Regions from separate parts of the Drosophila melanogaster genome. Here region 2 is linked to region 1. The links are chromatin contacts, called in public Hi-C maps. All regions are on one chromosome and are shown on one strand. Each heading gives the region's core, a stretch centred on a gene start, on an enhancer-like site or on the middle of the called end of the contact. The rest is flanking DNA. Distances are from core to core; before and after follow the strand shown.

The links. A called contact is a pair of places that touch in the nucleus more often than the background predicts.
Region 2: a Hi-C map of the Kc167 cell line shows a contact between it and region 1, with 2.1 times the contacts expected there. The contact joins the promoter of CG3651 here to the promoter of CG31612 in region 1.

What each region holds. Positions count from the first base shown.
Region 1 is chr2L:21,793,812-21,797,244 of dm6, reverse strand. It overlaps CG31612, which reads left to right and starts at 1,798. Exons shown (of 4, transcript NM_165400.3): 1 at 1,798-1,851.
Region 2 is chr2L:22,120,150-22,123,582 of dm6, reverse strand. It overlaps CG3651, which reads right to left and starts at 1,743. Exons shown (of 5, transcript NM_001273753.1): 1 at 1,403-1,743; 2 at 1-1,332. The coding sequence starts at 1,711. It overlaps lncRNA:CR46480 (long non-coding RNA:CR46480), which reads left to right and starts at 2,400. Exons shown (of 2, transcript NR_167867.1): 1 at 2,400-2,648.

The DNA.
Region 1 (3,433 bases), core at 549-3,048:
ATACTTACATATATTTACTGTCCTGATGTAGGGTAGCGATGACTCGTTTTTCTCGCTTGGTTTCGGAATCTGACTAAAATATTGAGAAACTGTAATATATAACCAATATTTTTCGTTGGCTATAATGTCTGCTGCAGGGCGTCCAGCAAGAAGACTTCGCCGCTCTGTGAGCCTTTTGGTTCCACCCATATCAGTCAGCCCCCAAGTACGTCAGTCAGTCAGCGAATGGATGTTGTCCGTTGGTCCGGAGTCAGTCCGCCCGTCCGACTCTGACTGCCCATCGCACATGCAATGGCCGCAGCATTATCATTTGGGATACTCAGATCTTGGCGTGTCGAATTCAGCTTGCGGTGTCCGGGGTCCGCGCGGCGGATTGTGGAGATGGTATGGGAGGGCCTCAAGTTGCAACACAGACACTGGGCGAATCAGAAATGCCAGAATTGAAATCGCAGTTTAAATCATTTCTCGGTGGAACTGCTGCTTCTTCAGCGCCTCCTCGCCTACATGGTGCCCAGTCACAATCGCCTCAAATCTCGAATAACAAATCGCATAATTACGGGGAAGCGGCTGTCCATTGCGTACCCTCTCGCTCCCACTCTCTGCCATCAGTGCGTCCCGCTCTAGTCTTCTGCCTGGCAGCCAAACGAAGACGAAGGAGCGAAGGCTCGAGACGGCGATGCAATTCGGATATGAAATATTTTAGCTAAATGGCAGCCGAAGAAACAAAAATGTGGGATTGAAGCGTATAAATCAGCGGGTATTCGCTCCGTTGCCCTCTGGAGCCCACCTCTCATTTCGGTCCTTTGGATGCTGCATCAATATGTGGATGTGCAGCGGCTGTGTGGTGTCTATGTGAAGCATAAAATCAACCTGAGGCGATAAATCGAAAAGATTTTGCGCTGAACACGCAATTAGTTCACCTCTAGTGGAGGATTCCAATGACATGGAAAAATGGTTTTGATTTCGCAATATAAATGGATTTGCCTTGTGTCCCCGATTTCTATGGACACAACTGAAGGCAGAATATGTGTGAAATGTTTTCTTTGATTGGTGAATTAACATTCTTTTCTTTCTCTATCTACTATAATATACAATATTTTTTATTTATTTTTTTTTTAATTATTGCTCTTTTAAATATACGAACCAAACACACGTTAGAAAATATTGATATTTTCGGGACTTTACGTTGGACAAAACCAGACACTGCTATTCTTATGAACAGCATAAAAGTTGTGAATTTGCTCAAGAATTTAAGCAGAAAAGGATAACATGAAAAACTATTGGGATTTTCTTTTTATTCCTATATACACATTCCATTTTACAAAAATAAGTGAAATAAAAAGTCGATTCCAAAAAGGGAAAATACCTTTGTATTTCTTAGTTTCCCTCGCACTGCTATTTTATTGAACACAGCTGTAAATACATACATATCTGGGACACAAACGATGAGACACAACTGCGAAACATATTCTACACCTTAAAATATTTAAATAAGAAGTAAAAAAGAGTTGAGTAAAAAAACTAGACAGAACCGATCCAAATATTCTTTATTAAGATCAATAGCCATCTCAATCTATCCGTTCGTATTAACCTCGAGACCCCAATAGACCTTAACCGTTAGGAATTATAGCTCGATAAATGTATATATGAAAAAGATCACGAAGTCCAATCAAAAAAAATTGTAAGTAAATTACCCCCTAATCAGAAATCTCTGGTGTTTTTCGAACTTAAAAACCACTCAAATATTCGAACTTCTCTCTCTCAGTTGCACAAACGATTTCGAATTTCGAACTTCTTGTGGGAGAAGCAACTCGTCGCGTGCGTCGTACGCTTGCTGGTGAAAAGTGCGCTGTGAATTATGTTTTATTATCTGTGTTTTACAGTTTGTTCTATCGAATTTAAATGAAAATACGCATCAGCAACAGTGTTTAAGCTCTGCTTTGATGAGAAAAAACTATTTCCTCTAATCCAACCTTGCTACTTGCACTCCGATCCACAGGTTCGTAATATACATATGTATACCCCAAAATTATAAAATAAAATGAACATATTTATGTTTCGACTTGAACTAAGGTAAATACTATGGAATTATTGTTTGGTAAATACATTTTGGTTGCTTTTGGCCATTAAATTGTCATTAATTAAAGGTTTGCTTGCATACCGACAAAAATCAGCTGTTTTGCGGTTTGTAGGGTCAGTGGCGTACATCTCAAGAGGGGGTTAAAACATTTTCGTGTAAGCTAACAACTTGAAAGAATCTATTAGTGGTTGATATGGTACCTATGTTTTGTGAGTACGTTTAAGAACTAATAAATAAATATTTCGTTGTTTATTATTAGCGAAATGTTACCATATATTTTGTAACAATTTCCTAGTTCGAGACCCTCATCCGAACGCCTCTGTCCACAGACTGTTTTCGAAAATTCGACAAGCGAAAGAGCAAGAACAGTTATTGTCTCGTGAGCACAAGAGCGCGACCGGTTTCTGTTTCGCTCTCGCATGTTTGAGTGATTTCGAAAGATGGATGAGTTACTTCGAATTTTATGGGAGAAACAAATTTAATTCCATTTGTCGCCATTTCTGAAAAAATTAATCATTTTACAAATTAAATCGGAAGAAAATAAAATGAAATAAAAAATAAAGGTAAACCAACAATGCGTCGACGAATACATAGTAACGAAAAAATTCACTTTTGTTAAGTTTTTTCAAACATTTAACGTACATGTACATGATTTAAAATATTATTCTTTGCTATTCAAAAAATGTTACTAGGATTGCATCTCCCTAGGATAATATATTATTAAATAAACAATTACACGGAAAACTTGTTTTTTTCTACACCTATTACTTGTTGTTTAAAAAGGACATAGAGAGAAGAGTTGGTCCGTTTGATGGTCGAGACTTCGGAAACTAAAAAAGCCGAAATTTTTAGCTATCAAGGTTTTTGCAGAATGTTGCCGAGCCCACGTCAACGTCCACAAAACCGCCAAAAAATTTACTCCCACACTTTTACAAAATGTTTTCAGTTTTCTGCCCTTATAGTAAAATGGTATACTAGATTCGTTGAAAGAATATATGTACATATTCATAAGTAGATATTATTATAGATGATACTTATGTAGTAGCTCATTTTCATTATGTGTTATCTATAGGAGCTGTATTTGCTATTATATCAGGTTTAATTCATTGATACATATGTATCAATATATGTACATATGTATCATTCATTGATAGCCCAGTCGATCTGGCCATATACATATGCCCGTCGTTATAAACGTCGAGATCAGGAGACTAAGCATACAGATTCTAGAGACATTGTAATAGAAATGTCAATTGCCAATTTTTATAGATTCTTTGTACCAAAAACATTTTGTTTACGCCCCTCCTAACTACCTACAAAACGCACAAAACGGCCAGGACAACATATTAGAAC
Region 2 (3,433 bases), core at 494-2,993, 330 kb before region 1:
CCAGCCGGCGAACGGACCTCCATAGCAGTATACTGGGGACCCGCTTCGACAGCGAACCTGGTCCGACCGTGAGTAAAGCGAAATACTACTGCCCCGACTGCCAGCTGATCTACGACACTTAGGACATGTTCCCGGGTCTACGACTTTGCCTATGGTATTGGCCAAGAACTCCTTTTCTAGGCAGTCTAAGCAGTTCTCCTCGGTTATTCCCAAGTCAAATTGGCCCGTGCACGAAGAAGACGTGGTCAAAGCCCCAACAGTCGCAGGAGCCACCAGTATAGGAGGCACTTGATCTTGCTTTGACTTCGACCCTGACTGTTGCTGCTGACATGTTGTTGCCCGGAAATCAGTGCAGCTGTAGCAACGTTCATCAAAGCTAGCTGATGTATGAGAGCGCCGCGACTTATATGAGGAGCTTTTAGTCATCACAGACGAGGTGTGCAAAAAACGCTTTGGCTTAGCACCAGTCAGCTTAGGCTCTGGGTGTTCGCTGGGGACACTAGTGCTGCGCGAAAAATTTGAGCCTGTGTGCAATGTGTTGGGCAAGGAATGAGCCTGATAAGACTTCACTGACCGAAAGCTTCCGGAGGATTCAGCCTGCTTTTCCGAGCCAATAACTATTAGCTCATTTAAATCTATGTCCACGCCACTTCCACCAGCACCAACGTCTTTGATTTTATCTAAATTCAAGCTGATGCGCGCGAACTTCTTACTAAGGCGTAGCTTTTGCTGCTGCATTAGGTCCTCCTGCGGAAAATCATCTATGGGCGAGCTGTGCAGCTTTCCTTCCTGCGTAGAAGTAGTTCCGCCTATGCTGTTCATTTGGCTATAGTCGCGTTGCATTAACAACAAATTGGCCTGAGGCTGGATGGTCATATCGGTGGTTCCGCCAACAAGCTCCAACTCTGATGAGGGGTCTGGCTCAAAGTCCATTTCAAGAAACTCCGTCTCATCTTCGCCGTAAATGAGGCTATCGCCTCCCATAGCATTCACTGGTCCTCGGCCAAGGTCGAAGTGTTGCCCGCCAACCCTTCCCGTGGCGATGATATCCATGTTCATGTCAAAATCAGCCCCTTCACCACGGTAAGCGTAGACGCAGTCGTCGGAGTTGATAGATATCTCCTCCGCGTTCATGTCGTTGTCGTCCAGCAAAATTATATCGTCGCCGTAAATATTGTCACTGGCATAGCTCAGGTTTTCGGTTGAGTTGTTTATGGAAGTTCGGCTGGAATTATAGCCACAGGCGGCGGCTTCAAAGGATGAGAGGGCAGCTGCTGCTAGCCCGTAGCTTGCCACGTCCAGATCCAGTTCGCAGTAAGAAGGACTTTCCACCTTTTTAAAGGATAAACAGAACATAACATAATCAACATAATTTTTTGTGCTTAAAGCGGCAGTCACTTGCCTTATCACCATCCTCTGCGGCCATGGTCGCTGCAGGGCACTCCTCTGCCTTTGCCCCGCCACCACCCACGGCTCCCACGACCTGCTCGTCCACCGCTACGGCCTGCGCTGATGTTGTTGCTGCTCGTTTTTGATTTGTGCCCATTGTATTTACACCGGTCCCACAATTGACTTGGCTGACTAAGAGCTCCGGGCGTCGCTCTTCAGCCGCATCAGGACCGAGGTGTCGGTTCGCACTATAATTAACGATATTGTTATTGTTACTCAGATGCAAACGCCAGTTTAATTTATCTAGCTCTCGAAAATCCATTCCATTTGCGGCCTGGGCAGTGTTACCAGATGGCATAACGGTAAAAAAAAACCGTCGACAGCCTCTTAAAATAATTAATGCCAAAACAATTATGCGACCTATTCACACAGCCCAATTGATGCGTGAACGTTAACAATTTCAATGATAAAATGCAAGGCAACTAATTTAAAGCTAATTGTTTCAGTAAAAAGATTATGCGGATTCTTTATTCTTGTATAATAAGTTTTCGCTGCAACGGAAGAGGATAAAAAGGCATATATATGATATATTTAGCAAATTAGATATAAAGTAGATAAAGATATAATAGCATTGTAGATCAATATAGCTGTAGCTTATGCTTACTATTTAAGTTAGTCTAGTATTGTAAACTATTCTACCTATCATAATAAATAAATAAATAAATAATTATATATGATATATATACCAGGTGAGCTAAATTTACGACAAATAGTATTCACCAGTTTTGATCTCTTTCAATTTATTGCTTTTCTGGACTCCTCTGACAATAGGCGTATTTAACAGCTAATACAAAAGAATTTCCACATATATCAGATACCCTTTCAATATATTGAATGAAATGGCAAAGATATGGTAAAATAATTTTTTGATCATTTAAGTTAGGCTTCCTATCGTATTTTAGTTAGGTTTAGTATCGATAGAAATGAGCAAAACGAATAATCGATTGTATCCTTCGGCTAAGCAGCAATATGGTCAATAGGTGTATTCCATTTCACATATGTTGCCACTGTGCCACAACCTTTTGAAATTAGTAAATGTCTTCTCGTTTTGCATATTCATTCTTTTCGATATATCCTAAATGCGTCCCTACATTACAAAATATTTATACCTGGAATTAAAGGCAGTCATCGGGATCACAGCATAAAGGTTCCCAAAATATTTTTTGGAGTCTATTAGAGCACCCAGAACCCAGAGTAAGGTGATTTTTGTTGGATGAGAACTAAGAATGTGCCGAACTTCTTGTGATGTGGGGTCATCGTGATTCTAGTTGCATGTAGCGGAAAGGGAGGAGAGGCTGCCAGCATATAACAGATTTTCCAGCCTTTTTGGAGGCGAATTGGCATGCTTTGAGAATAGCGAAAGCTTCGGCCGTGAATATGGAAAGCTCAAAGAAGTTGGGGTCGGAAAAATCGAATTTTGAAATTTGAAAGCTGGAATCGTTTGCCCATTTTTGCCCACCAATTAGTTTTTTTTGCCCACGTCCAGTTTTTGAGATATAAATTTTCGAAAAAGTTCGAAAATTTTCGAAAATCAAAAATTTCCCTTTTTTCAATTTTTTTTTTTAAATCGCAATAATATCGTTTGCCCACGTTTGCCCACCCTTTAGAATTTTGAAAAAATTTATACTTTATAAAATATAAGGCTTTTAAGTTTACCTCGGTCTAATCAGAGAGTAAATCGTTTGCCCATCTCTTAAAACCAGATATTATCAACAAAAAACTTTTGCCCGCCCAACCATTATTATCAGTTTTTATCGTTTGCCTACCCTTTAAAAAACCCTTTTTTTTCGATTGCCCACATTTAAAATACAACCAATTTCGTTAGCCCACCTCTTTAAAATAAAAATTTCCAATAAAAAACGTTTGCCCACCATTTAAAAATAAATAATTTCGATTGCCCACCTTTTAAAACTAAATAATTTCGTTTGCCAATCCTTTAAAATTCATTTTTAACGTTTGCCCACCCTTTAAAAATAAATTATTT